2 separate regions of the Mus musculus genome follow, and region 1 is linked to region 2. A link is a contact called in public HiChIP or PLAC-seq data. All regions are on one chromosome and are shown on one strand. The core of a region is the stretch at or near the end of the contact, and the rest is flanking DNA. Distances in the headings are between cores, read along the strand shown.

Region 1 (7,122 bases), core at 4,340-6,839, 140 kb before region 2:
TTTGTTGTGACATCTCGTCACTTCTGAGTCTTACTCTCATCCGTGTCACAGACCATTGCTGCCAGGGTCTTTTACTCTCTGCAGTCTTCCCCATTTGGCTTCTGGTTTTCTCTGTCAGCTGGCTTACTGTGACATCACTATCTCCATGGCAACTCCTCTCTGGAGAAGAGAAGGGGGCATGGGAAGAAGAGTGGGCTAGAAAAGATGAGCAAGAGAAGCTGGTCTGGAGACGACAGTTTGGATTGAGTCCTGGAACGGAGTTAAAACTAAGTCTGTTGATTACATCCATATTACACACAACCCAGGGGACAGGCCCTGCTCAAAAACTCATTCAACAAGTCCTGTTTCTTTCTCAGTTTCTCGGGTGGTTGTTCTTTTTCTATTTTTTTTTTAAGGCATATACGTAATTTATTGTGTGTGTAAGCCTGTATGTAGCACGCATATGGTATGAGTGTGAAGGCTTGCAGGAGTCTGGGTCTCTCCTTCCACCATGTGGGGCCCCAAGGATCGAACTGGTATCGTTAGGCTTGGCGGCAAGCGCCATTTATCTTGTGAACCATTTCTGATATACCTTAAAGTAAATGATCCTCTCTTAAGTTTTGTGAGGTTTTCCTTTTGATACATTTTTTTTTTCTCTAATGGTTTTAGACAACCACAATTTAAGCAATTCATGAGGTACATTTGAAATGACCTTAGAAAAGGAAAAAAATAAAAACTGGATTTAATTCTCAAGCACTACAGAAAAAGAAGCCAAAGCAGGCAGTGAAGATGGAAGCATTGCCAAGCAACCAGGAAGCAGGCAGTGAAGACGGAAGCCAAGCAACCAGGAAGATCTCCACTCCCGCTTAGGACCAGAAAGAGATTTTAATTAGAGCAAAAGCTTTTTTACCAAGAGTAAGATCTGCTTCATGTGGGAGGAGTACTTGGCTGAGAGCTTCTTTGTCTGATTTTAGTTTTCCCAGACAGGGTCTCTCTTGTGTAGCCCAGGCTGTCCTGGAACTGTGTAGACCAGGTTAGTCTGGAACTCATAGATCTGCCTGTCTCCACTGGGACATAAAGTATGCACCACTGTGCCTGGCTTCTGCCTAGAGAGCTCTTTAAAGCCACACAAGGGCTGCACGTCTGTAAGGGAAAGTCGCTAAGTCGTTTGTCCTCAGACTTGGGCTCCATTTCCCGCTCCTTTATGCCAACCTGGTAAATTTGCCTGTCACAAACCACCGAATTCCACTGAATTTGATTCTGAAGTCTGAAGAATGGAATGCTTGAGTTTGCCTTTCTAATTGGCTCCCTAAAGCAGGATTTGAGTAGCAGCAGGTGAGATGCCCCCTGTCTCTATGCATACTAACAATTCGTGCAGAGCATAAATGTGTGGATTAATCAATGAGTCTCATGCACACAATCAGGTTTTCAGGGGTGTTTGCTTGGTTGGTTTGGTTTGAGACAAAGTCTAACCTTGTAACTAGGCTGGCTTCAAACCCATGCCCCTCACCTTCAAGAGACAGTACTGGCATTACAGGCACGCACCACCAGCTTCCCTTTGGGTTTTTATATGTAAGCCTTGCACCTCTTTGGTCACTGTCCCTGTGTAGAGTGACCAACTGTCCAGTTTTGCCCAGTGACTTTTAGTACTAAAATAGCATAGTCCTGCACAAAGCAGATGGTTGGGTGGCCTGGCCATTGGCACAAGGCAGAGAAAAGGCTCAGCACTGAAGAGCGCGTCTAATTCCCGGATACTTTCTTCTGGCCTCCTCGGGCAGCTGCATGGTACACAAAACTCACACAGGCACATACATTAAAAAAGGAAGGAAGGAAGGGAGGGAGGAAGGGAGGGAGAGAGAGAGAGAGAGAGAGAGAGAGAGAGAGAGAGAGAGAGAGAGAGAGAGAGAGAGAGGGAGAGAGAGAGAGAACCAGCTAAGCAAGGGCTGTTTGTGCTGTGCTGTGTGTGTGTGTGTGTGTGTGTGTGTGTGTGTGTGTGTGTGTGGTGCACACTAGGTGCATGACTTTAATCCAGTACTCTGGAGGCAGAGGTAGGCAGACTGCTGTGAGTTACAGGCCAGCTCGGGCTACACAGTAAGACTGACAAAAAAACAAAACAAAACAGAACAGTGCATACATATAATCTGTAGTTTGCTTATTTCTGTTCAGGATTTATTATTCGGTCTGGGAGAGTAGCTCAGTAGTAAACTGCTTGCCTAACATGTGGATGCTTGGGTTTGATCCCCAGTGCTGCAAAGCAGTCAAAGAGGAGAAGGAAAAAGACATTATTTATTAACAAAGAATAGTGATTTCGCCAGGTGGTGGTGATGCACGCCTTTCTCAGGAGACAGAGGCAGTTGGACCTCTGAGTTTGAGCCCAGCTTGGTCTATAGAGAAAGTTCCAGGACAGCCAGGGCTGCATAGAGAAACCCTGTCTGGGGGGGGGGGGGGGGGGAGCAATTTAGCGATCTTACTTAAGGAGAAAACATTTTACAGGTGACCAGAAAATATATATGTTGTTCAAAAGGCCCAGCAGTGTCTACCCTGGAGGCTGAGAGGATCACTCCCTAATGTGCTTACACAGCATACACGTCTCTGTGTTCAATTCCCAGTACTGCACAGATCAATAATAATGATAATAATGTGTATGTCTATGGAAGAATGAATACACTTAGGTATATCCATGAGTAGGATGCTAGGATCGATAAACTATAGTCTGGACCTGGCACAGGAAGGGGAGGTGGGGTGTTGCAATGTTCTAGAATCCATGTCTTGATCCATCCATCCAGCTGTACAACTTGCAATAGTGCATATTTACCTCCATCGGTGCATGTGTAGTTCAGTAACCACCAGCAAAGTACCTGTCCTGAAAGTTTTATTCCAACAGAACAGCTCCAGGACTATTAAAGACTTCTGGGGGTGGGGGTGGGAGGAATGGGGATTTGCTGGGGAGAACCTGGAAGGGGGATAACATTTGAAATGTAAATAAGGGCTGGTGAGATGGCTCAGTGGGTAAGAGCACCCGACTGCTCTTCTGAAGGTCAGGAGTTCAAATCCCAGCAACCACATGGTGGCTCACAACCACCCGTAATGAGATCTGATGCCCTCTTCTGGTGTGTCTGAAGACAGCTACAGTGTACTTACATATAATAAATAAATAAATCTTAAAAAAAAAAAGAAATGTAAATAAATAAAATAACCAATAAAAAAAAAAGGACTTCTGTGACTGGCCTTCTAAGGAGAGGCTGTAACTGTCCCTCCTTAGAAAGGTGTTGAGCTATCTCCACCTGTTGAGTAATGGGTCAGCAAGAGGAAGTAAAAACCCTTTGTCACAGGTTCAGGAAAAGGGCCTGGTGCTTTGCAACAACATTGCAACAAGGGTAGCATGTTGTTGTCCTCCTCTCTGTCTGTCTGTCTTACTGTAAAACTATGGCTGCCCTGCCTGATACTCACGTGCAGACCAGGCTGACCTTGAACCTACAGCTTTGAACACTCCTGTCTCTGCTTCCCAGGTGTTGATAGGCAAATCTTGAAATGCCCTTCCTACGAGTCATCTTTGTGTCCTTCTCTTAGATTGTTTTTCCTAAACACACACACACACACACACACACACACACACACACACACACACACACACACCAGACACACCACACCAGACACACACCACACCCTCTGTGGGAGGACAAATCTACTGTTCTCAGCTCCCATCTTTCATTAGGCTCAATGGTCCGAGTTTACATTTTCTTTTATGAGTCTATTGCAGGAATTCACATCCTGTCTGCCCAAAGGCAGCCTTCCAGTCGCTTTTACAACCACACCATGAGACTTGGAGTGCCTGGTTTTTAAAACAGAGCCTTTAATGTCTGTGCCCCACCCCCACCCCCCAATTCTTCGGAAAATTCCTTTCAGTCCCACCTGGCTTTCTACTCAGCTGCAATTGAGTCTTTAAGTGCTTCTTTTCCCTGCAGCTTTCCTCAGGAAGGAAAAAAGAAAAAGAGAAAGAAAGAAAGAGAGAGAGAGAGAGAGAGAGAGAAAACAATTACCTCTCAGAAAGGATTAGTCAGTGAATCCAGTTGTCTTGGTGGGGGCTGGGGGGGGGGAGCATCCAAATACTGCGCAGAGATGAAAAATAAGTTTAACTCGTTCCCCATTTTAACTGTGTACGGTCCATAAGAAATACCTCCTATCTGCTAATATATGAAAAAGTAACTGAGAAAAATGTCACAGGAAGACATTTACATCTTAAACCTGGTTCTTTTTTTCCTTGTTCTAATTTTTCAAGGCAGGGTCTCAAGATGTAGCTTTGGATATCCTGCAATTCACCACATAGACCTAGTTGACCTCTAACTCACTGATCCTCCTGCCTCTTCTCCAGAGTGCTGGGATTAAATGTTTGTGTCAATCCGACCAGCTTCCTGATACATTTTAAAAGATATAAGGAAGCAAAATTGAAGGAAAATTGGATTTATGTACGACTTGTCCAAAACAGAGAATGATGCCTAGTTTTTCTCCGCCATTTCTGTAACAGGTGTAAATTTTACAGAAGTGATGAAACAAAGGCCAGGAAATAAGGGTATGATAAAGTTGTCAGATCCCTGTGAAATCTTTCCCGGTAGGCAAAGTGCCCCGTCCTAACCCCCACCCCACCCCCACCACCGTCCCTTAACCCTCCTCACCAGGGGATCTGCACCCCACCTCCACCCTCAAACGCTTGGGAGTCCTGGGGAAATTTTAATTCTTTGGTCCATTGTTTGAATAGGTTGATAGCTAAGGGGAGGAGCTGGTGTCTCTCCCAGATTATCTCCTCCTGCTGGGTCCGTTACAAAAGCCTACAGTCGCTCGAATGCCACCGAACAATGACCGGGTAACCTCAGTGAGAGCATGCTGCAGGAGAATGTTCTAAGAGTAAATTTGCACTCTGATGATTGCAGTGGGGTGGCACGGAGACAGGAGACTGCAGGCATCAAAAATTAGTCATCTACCCGAACAGCTGGAATGGGTGAACGCTTTTGCACGCGTAGTATATGTAAAGCTGACTGAAATAAAAAGAAGCAGGCAGCGTGGGAAACGTGAGCGACCTGGTGTGCTGCACGACGAAGCCGAATGGCCTGCGGCAAAATAGATGGACAGGTGGGGAGACTGCCGGGCGCAGGTGGGGCATTCGCCCTCGCCCTCGAGGCAGACTCTGGCGTAACCTGCTGCTCCACAGAGATGCCTCGGATTCCTGACAACTGCACTTTCTCAGCCCCATCCGGTGGGCGCTGGCCGACCCCGCCCGGCAGAAGGGACGTGCGTATTGGCACGGCGCCCGGCAGCCCCCGCGGTCCCTGAGTCGCTTGGATCTGCCTCCCCAGCTCGCTGACTCATTCGCGCATCCTGCAGTGTTCCGCTCCTTCCCTTGGTCCTCACGTTCCCTTGACGTTTTTGGTTGACTTGTCGGGAGGAGGCGGGGGTGGGGGTATTAAAAAGAAAGAAACGGACTGGGAAAGGCGGAGGGTGAATTTAGAAGTAAAAGGTAGGGTGGGCTGCAGACCACCAGGAAGAAGGAAAGGGTGGGCCTGGGAAGGATCAGATGTGTGTGAGCATGCGCAGAGCGTTGGGTCACCCTGCACCATCCGCAGCGAACTGCGCCACTGTGGCACGATCGACGACCGACGGAAAAGAACAGCCCTGCACATTAGGGCTATACATTTTGTGCTACTTGCTATTTAGGCGTGCGTCGGGGTCGAAATAAGCAGAAGAAAGTAGAAATAAGGGCTTTCTGGTGCCTGCCTCGCCGTCCTAACATCCGCCGTACTCTACCTTTCTCTGTGCCCCAAACCAAGGAAGCACGTGAACGCTGCTTGCATGCATTTAACCCTTAATGACATTTTAGGACTTTGGATAGACATGTTCTTCATAACACCAGTCGCGGGACATAATCTGATGTGTTGTAAATTGGCATTAGAAAATCTAAGCATGTTATCCTTTAAACACATCTTGAGCTGGGATGTTTAACCTAAGTGCTTCAGTCTCTGACCCTCACTTCTCCAGCCTGAAAAGGGAATATTACCCATGAGAAAATGAGGAACTCCCTGCTGAGTCTGTTGGCCTTGGCCCATGCTCAACAGTTATCTCCCTACATTGGTCTTTGGTTGGGTCTATGCAGACTGTTTGCTACCTTTTAAGCGCGCGCGCGGGGGGAAGGAGGTGTTCACAAAAAATGACTAAGGTGGGTGTAAAGAAAACCTAAGGACAATTCATCAACTAATCTTCAGCCACCTCTCCTCCAGTCCCAGTTTTTCCCTCACTAATGACATGGATGACAGCAGTATACTCAAAGTGACTTCCTCTCAGTGCTTACTCTCCAGTAAAATCTAAAGCTGCCTGCAGGCCCCGGGGGAACCTGGAAAACCAGCCTCTAGGCCCAGTGCCCTTAAGTAGGGCACTCTCACGGTGGCACTCCCGTGGATTCCTGTTACATGAAATGAAAGATATTGAGAGAGAGACTGAGACTGAGAAAGACTTTCCTGTTGAGTACGGTCGGTTGTCAGTCTTGGCTGGACCATTTTTTCATTCACAGGAAGTCCTCAGAGTTTCCCCGCTCAGAGGCATGTTCTTTGTCTCCAGCCTCTGCTACCACAGACAGTGCCTCCTTCCTTCTTCTGATCCCAGCCAATGACTGTGATCTCACAGCTTTAAGGTCCCATTTCATTTGCCTCATCTACAGTAAAACTCGGGAGTTGGTAACTTTTACTGCAAAGGGTCAGATTATGTAAGTGTTTTAGGGTTTGTGGACCACAGTGTCCCAAGAGCCTTGTTGCCTCACTGGCCTCTCTCTGTGGCCTCTCCATCTCCTCTGACCTGAGAGGCTCTCCAAACAGCCTGGGAATAGGGCCCTCACTGAGTACCAGGGGGGTGGCTCCTTTCCTGGAACTCGGTATCAGCTGTTTATCTGCAGCCTCCAGATCCCTAGCCTTGGAAGATGCTTCCTGTGGGAGTGGGAGGGGTCTAGAGAGGGTAATAGTGAGTGAGCATGACCAAACTACGTTATATACACAGATAATGTCACGGTGAGAGAGACCTGGATAGCTGATAACTACGAGTGTTCAAATGTGACTTCAGCGCTGAGGTGGAAATGGGCCACAGAGACCTCTTTTCTCCATG
Region 2 (7,032 bases), core at 3,492-5,991:
ATGAATAACACTGGGCTGCAGAGATGGCTCAGCTAAGAGCACGGACTGCTCTCCCAGAGGTCCTGAGTTCAAAATCCCAGCAACCACATGGTGGCTCACAAACATCTATAATGGGATCCCATGTCCTCTTCTGGTGTGTCTGAAGACAGCAACAGTGTATTTATATGTAAGAATTTTTTTAAATTGTCATTAACTGGTGTAAGTGGAATGTACACAAAAGCTCATTGGCCTAGTCTTAAAACTTAAAAAATATTTAGAACATCTCATGAGTTCTGGATTGGAGAGATAGTGGTACAAACCTTTGATACCAGCTCTTGGGAGGCAGAGGCAGGTGGCTCTCTTGTGAATTCCAGGCCAGCTAAACCTGGAGATACTGTCTCAAGACAAACAAAAACCTCCTAGGAAATGTGATAATGGGCTACAGCTCTGCCGGGCATTGGTGGTCAGCACCTTCACACTAATGAAAGGGGTTGAGGCAAACAAATAACCTGCCAATTAGTGCTTGACTCAATAGACCTCCAGATCACCTAGAACCTGGAACTAGTTTTAAAAAGTGAGACAGGGACTCATAGCCCTGGCTGTCCTGGGCTATAAACCAGACTGGTCAGAGATCCACCTGTCTCTGCCTTCCAAATGCTGGAACTAAAGATTTTGGCATGTCAAGATGCTCATGTGGAAGTCAGAAGACAACTTGCAAGATGTTTCCAACATGTGGGTCTCTGCCAGGCCTGGCAGCAAGCTTTACCCCTAGCCAACACATTATACCTATTGTCAAAGTTCTAATTTAGGCACAGTAAGAGATTTTGTCTTTTCCTACTTAATGTACAATTTTATATTTCTAGAACTGTTACAGTAGCCCCTAGCTGTTTGTGTAAATTACAAAGAGTCGAGCTAACAAAAATGCTTTTATTACAAATTTCTGGAAATTAGAACGTACATACTCCAAATTCTATTTACTTTATTCCTCAGCCCTGGGCCTCACAGCTTGAGGCTTCTAAACTTCACATAAATCTGGATCGTTGTGCATCCTATCTACAATTTAAAGGTTAACAAGTTAAGATTTCCCAGCACCAGAAAAAGTTTAATCTTAAACAAAAAATAGCTTTCACATCTGCTGTGCGGCATCGTCGACAGCCAGGGCAGCGTACAATGTAAGCTCCTAATTCTTCCCGATTTTCGCATTCTCAGAGGGATCCCATCTTTGATAATGGCAGAAAGTGCAGAGACATCTGAATGGCTCACTGTCCCGTTCAAACTGAAATAAATAACAAAATAGGTTAATCAGGATATTGTAAACCCAATGAAACAAATCCCATTTATCTATTGTTTTAATTACTGCTTCAATAACCAGACTTCCTGGGGGCTGAGAATTTTTTCCACATACTCCCCAGACACATTCCTAGTCTAAATCAAACAATGAAACAGACACCCAACCCACCCATGCATTAAGAGTATTTATTGGGACTGGAGTGATGGCTTAGAGGTTAAGAGCACTGACTGCTCTTCCAAAGGTCCTGAGTTCAAATCCCAGCAACCACATGGTGGCTCACAACCATCCGTAACGAGATCTGACGCCCTCTTCTGGTGTGTCTGAAGACAGCTACAGTGTACTCATAATAAAAATTTTAAAGAGTATTTACCTCTGGTGGCACATGCCTTTAATCTTAGCACTTGGGAGGGAGAGGCAGGTGGATTTCTGAGTTCGAGGCCAGCCTGGTCTACAGTGAGTTCCAGGACAGCCAGGGTTATACAGAGAAACCCTGTCTCCAAACAAAATAAAATAAAAGAAAGCAAGACAAAACAAAAAACAAAAACAAAGAGTATTTACCTCATTTCCTTCGAGCCTTTTTTGTCTCTGCTCAATCTTTAAAAGAAAAACAAAAACAAAATTATTCAAAACTATCAAGACCTACTTTAAACACTTTGTGAGAAGTTGTCACTGCTAGGCTCTGTGAAAGCAGGGGCAGGAAGATCACCCCAGTTTAAGGCCAGCCTGGTTTACAAAGAGTAACAGGCCCACTTCAGCTCTGAGATCTAGTCTAAGTTAGCCCTGTAGTCCCAGCTCTGAAGAGGCAGGACTGTGGAGTGAACTGGAGGGCCAGCTTGGACAGGGAGGGAGTCTTAACTTTCAAACACCCAGTGCTGATGCTCATTACTGCGTATATGTACATAGCTCAGGTCAGCCTGACTGCTTAGAGGATAGCCTTGGAACTCTATTCTCTCCGTCTGCGAATTACAAGCAGTCACTAGCCTTGTCTATACTCCGGTCTGATTAGAAAACAAAAAATGCCTTGAATCCCGTTGAGGCTGGAGTTGCTCTTAGGTCTAACAGCCCTGTCCGCACAGGAAACTCACCCGAACAAGTCTTCTCATCTTTGCTATAGGGTCTTTCAGCACCGACAACAAAGTGCGGACCCTTCTCTTGGGAAAGGCGCTTTGAACTTCCCTCCGGATTTTTTCACTCTTGTTCTCCACAGGTACGGCTGCAATGCGGTTCCGTAGACTGCGCCGGCGTGCGGACCGCTTGACACCGGGGTTTAGGGTTAGCTTTTTCATGACCTTTACTAGTGTTTCTGGTTGTAGGACGTCTGAAACAGAAGACACTAGTGAGGCATAAAGACAATACACCCCAGAGAAAAACAAGTGGATACTCCCTCTTCCGCAGAGGGGTCAACAAGAAGCAAATCGTGCACAGGACTTAGTCATAAACCCTAGTGCTTGTGTAGAGATCCACTGCGCTACTTTACTGTGGGTTACCGATGCAGCCTGTATGTAAGTCTAGTTCAGAGGTTCTGAGACCTGCATATTCTCCCCCCCCCCCCCCTTCTCCCATAGACTCTGCAGCCAATTGTGCTGCAGGAATGTGGCTCAGCTGGAGGGCTTCCCCAATAGTGCCTCTGGGTTCAGCTTCAGCTCTGGAAAACCTTCCCAAAACTGGCTGTTCATTTTTCCACCTAAATCTAACTGACCTGCTCAAATGCTTCTGGACAGCTATGTAACAAGGGATGTTGCCAGACAGTGGTGGCGCACGCCTTTAATCCCTGTACTTGGGAGGCAGAGGCAGGCGGGTTTCTGAGTTCGAGGTCAGCCTGGGGCTACACAGAGAAGAAACCCTGTCTTGAAAACAGTCTCGAAAAACAAATGTTGGGAAACCAGCTCTCTCCGTTTGAATCGTCCACACGCAGTAGATGGCCCCATCTTATACAGAAAACGTAACCACAACGCTCCTGGAAGAAAGGCAAAGTGACTCCAAGGCTGAGCCAGCCAGCCAGCGTTTCTGCCTCCGAAGTGATTGAGAGTTTGGATCTAGCCTAGCTTGGATAGTGGGTTTTAGACCAGTAGGGGCTGAACAGCCTCAAGATTTAAAAAGCCCCCAAAGGCTAAAGAATTATCTCGTGGAAATACGAAGGTCCCGTGTAACTGGCAGATTCAAGGCATTTTTTTGTTTTCTAATCAGACCGGAGGGGAGGGCTCCTCTCGAGCCACGCCCTAGACCGGGAGTGCCCGGAGGCAGTCCCTCGGACAAAGAATCAACTGCAGCTGGGGAGTGGGAACCAGTGGGCCCATGTAGCACACGGCTCAGCCTATCTTGGGCTCCCCTTGAATAGCCATTTACCTGAAAAGGATATTTAGCTGGAAAGAAAGTAGATGAGAATAAGAAAAAAAAAAAAAAAAAAAAAAAAAAAAACCCAGGTTCAACTGAAGCTTAAAAGATTCCGCTGTCGCCCACCGAGGTGGCACTGCCTTTAATCCCTGCACTCGAAAGTCTGAGAAAGGCGGATCCTCCTGAGTCCCAAGCCAGCCTGGTGTACAGCGTCCTAGGACAACCTGGGCTACACAGAGAAGCAAACAAAACTCCGGTGCTACACAAGGGCCGGCATGACACTGCACACTTTTAATTCTAAAACTTTGGAGGCAGAGGCAGGAGGATCGAGACTGAGCCCAGCCAGGGCTACAAGGTTGCGTTCCTTGTATCTACTACCACAGAGTGAGACTGTCTCAACCAAGATTTCTATGCTAAAACAACACAAACAACGCCCCCCCCCACACACACACACACTGCAGCCCACTCGGAAGCCTTTAATCTTTAATTCTCGGATTTGGGATGCCATTCTGGATTGCACAGGGAGTTCTAGTCCAGGCACTGTTGCCTCAAACACCAAATCATAAATATTTAAAAACAAAACAAAATAAAAACACCGCGGAGACCAATTGCTGATGAGGAAATGTTACCCCCCCCCCCCAACCATACAACCCAGTACAGCCCAGAACGTGGTCTTATGAGTCTTAAAAATCCCGCAACCGAGATACCACAGTCTCAACTCCCTCCCGGTTCTTTTTATCTCTACGAACCAGCATTTTCACCCCGAGGAAGGTGTATATTCTTAACCATCATCTCTGGCTTGGGTTTGCACTCACAACAGATGGCCTGAAACTCCCTGGTCCTCCACTGAGTCAGTGCTGGGCTCAGTGATACCAGCCTCGTGCTAGCTGAACGAGAAGAGAAGGGAGGGCTTCCCAAAACCCCGGGCAGAAAGGCCGACGCCGGCCTACCTGTATCATCCAAAGCGTCCTCTTCATCTTTCTTCTGAGGAGTTTCAGGGTCCTTCATTGGGTCGACTTTCTCTGATGGTTCCTCCATGGCGATGCGATGGGCAGAAGCCTCAAAAGCTAGCTCGGAACAAGATTGCTTAGTCTTTGAAAAGACCTAAAACCAAGACCCAATTAGCAGTCAGTCTGTGAATGGGGGGGGGGGGGTCTGGTTTCCTTTTATACAGCCGAGTCTACCCCCAGGCTACTTTAATGCTAATGAGCAGTGATTACAGGCTTCACCTGAGCTACACCTTTAGGCGGAGGCGGGGCCTTTTTACTGTAGGATTCCCCGCTCTCGGTTAAAACTAACCCTGCGCAATCCCAGCCAGTTCCAGGGAGGCTGAGGCAGGTGGATCTCTGAGTTCTAGACCAGCCCTAGTCACAAAATGGGAAGGAAAAAAAAAAAAGACTTCAAACCTGGCAGTGGTAGCCACCACGCCTTTAATCCTAGCACCTGGGAGGCAGAGGCAGGCGGATTTCTGAGTTCGAGGCCAGCCTGGTCTACAGAGTGAGTTCCAGTCAGGACTATACAGAGAAGCCCTGTCTCGAAAAAGCAAACAACAACAACAAAGATTGCAGATTTTATCTAGAATCTCTTTTGGTTTCCTGAAATATCAGGAATTTTATTTTTGTTTATTACATCTTGGAGATGGCTAGTGATCAGTGAACTGGGTTTATATGTTCTAGAATAGGCAGTTGTGCCGTCCCCCACCCCCTTCCCATCAGTTAAGTTAATTAGAATGTTTCCTTTGACTGCTTCATCTTAAATCTTTGAAAACTATTTCACTTTAAATGCTACTAAATAAAGATGTATTTGTTATACTTAAATAGATGGATATTTTATGATATATATATATATATGCATGGAATTCAAGAATATATAATTGTGGATCATTTCATAGACAATACATTTAATAATATCTAACTCTTTGTTTGAGACTCCGTGTAGTCTTGCTGTTCAGAAACTTGGTATGTAACAGCCCAGGTTGGCCTCAAACTGGAGAGCTCTTCCTTTCTCTGCCTCCAATGTGCTAGGATTATAAAGCTTACAACACCATCCGCACAACTTTTTTTAAAGAGACACGCCCCCCTTCTCCCCGTCTCTCAGCAGGTGGCCTGAAACTTTTTGTTTGTTTGTCTTGTTTTTCCAAACAGGGCAGACTTGGCTGCTTAGGAACTCCCTGTGTAGACCAGGCCAGCTGCCAACTCAAATATCTCCCTGCCTCAACCTCTGCACTTTGGAACTTTGAATCCTAAGTCAGTCTACACCAGTGCTGGCATTTCAGGCGTGGGTGACTCACCTGGTATAAGCATTTCTGAGCATCTAAAATTAACTTTGGTTGGGCATGCTGGCTCACACCTATAATCACAACATCCAAGAGGCTGAGGCAGCAGGATCTCTAATTCTAGGTCAGCCAAGGCTACTGTGTGAGACTTTGTCTAGGAGGAGAAGGAAATCAATAATAAAAAACGTAACTCCAACAATTCTTGGATTGAGTTGTAATGAAGTGTACCAGCATGGGCGGGCCACTGTCTGCACAAAGGAGGAATGAAGACCAAAGTTCCCATGTTTGTTTTGTTTTAGACGAAGTCTCTTACTATGCCACAACTTTAGGCTGCTTGGAACTCTCAACAACCTGCTTTTGAAGTTGTAGGGATCCTCCTGCCTCTGCTTCAATGTGCAGGGATCATAGGAGTGCAGCAATATGGGATCAGGATGTAGCCCTAGCTATCTTGGAACTCACTCTGTAGACCAGACTGAGCTCGAACTCAGAAATCCACCTGCCTCTGCCTCCCACGGGCTGGGATGAAAGCCACGGCTATTCTATTCAGTGGTTTTTAGGCTTCACACTTTAACACAGGTCCTAGCTACTTTCTTTGACATGCAAATTTGAAGCATAGCTCAGACCAGCTGGATCTTATTAAGATGCAAATTCTCACACGAGGCACTCGGGAGTCCTAGACAGGATTGCTGGCCAGTTTCAAGTAGCCCATAGATACTTCCCACCTGTGCTGGAGTTTAAGGCACACACACTGCTCTTACAGCACCTTGACCCTGTTGATCTACTTTCAACTGTTGTTACCTGAAGGATCTCTTCACTTGAGAATTCCATTGTAGAAGTTAGAGAAAATCCAACAGACAGGCCTGGTGGACTCTTGAGCCTTAATAGTATGGGACTTGCCCTGCAGGCATGAAGCCTTAGTTTCTGGTCCCAGCCATGCAAAATTAAAGAAGCAACGGACACCCCTGAGATACCATAACCAGTCCAATTCATGTAATCTTTATGTTTCCTTCCCTCCCTCCCTCCTTCCTTCCTTCCTTCCTTCCTTTCTTTCCTTCTTTCTTCCTTCCTTCCTTTCTTTCCTTCCTTCCTTCCTTCCTTCCTTCCTTCCTCTCTCTCTCTCTCTCTCTCTCTTTTTCAGTTTTTCAAGACAGGG

Evidence for each region. HiChIP or PLAC-seq counts read pairs in DNA pulled down with a chosen protein or histone mark.
Region 1: a contact with region 2 is called in an H3K27ac HiChIP or PLAC-seq map of embryonic stem cells, with 12 read pairs. The contact joins the enhancer-like site here to the promoter of Dppa3 in region 2. A contact is called at or near these places in 2 of 39 promoter capture datasets (the C10 cell line and embryonic stem cells), 2 of 484 Hi-C or Micro-C datasets (both in embryonic stem cells), 4 of 115 datasets of contacts at active chromatin or transcription factors (embryonic stem cells and pancreatic cancer cells) and 3 of 9 other capture datasets (adipose tissue, liver and pancreatic islet).

What each region holds. Positions count from the first base shown.
Region 1 is chr6:122,762,973-122,770,094 of GRCm38.p6, reverse strand. It overlaps a transcript of Slc2a3 not described here. Among named protein-coding and RNA genes, the nearest start is that of Slc2a3, 24 kb to the right of the region's middle. RefSeq lists an enhancer at 3,204-6,066. Within about 2 kb of position 5,589, at least 236 of the 459 cell types and tissues checked have an H3K27ac peak or open chromatin away from gene starts, as enhancers often do. A contact at or near this core is called in adipose tissue, embryonic stem cells, pancreatic cancer cells and 1 more, where this site is marked.
Region 2 is chr6:122,624,133-122,631,164 of GRCm38.p6, reverse strand. It overlaps Dppa3 (developmental pluripotency-associated 3), which reads right to left and starts at 4,741. Exons shown (of 4, transcript NM_139218.1): 1 at 4,555-4,741; 2 at 2,356-2,588; 3 at 1,829-1,864; 4 at 894-1,255. The coding sequence starts at 4,642. The coding sequence ends at 1,160. RefSeq lists a promoter at 4,671-6,873.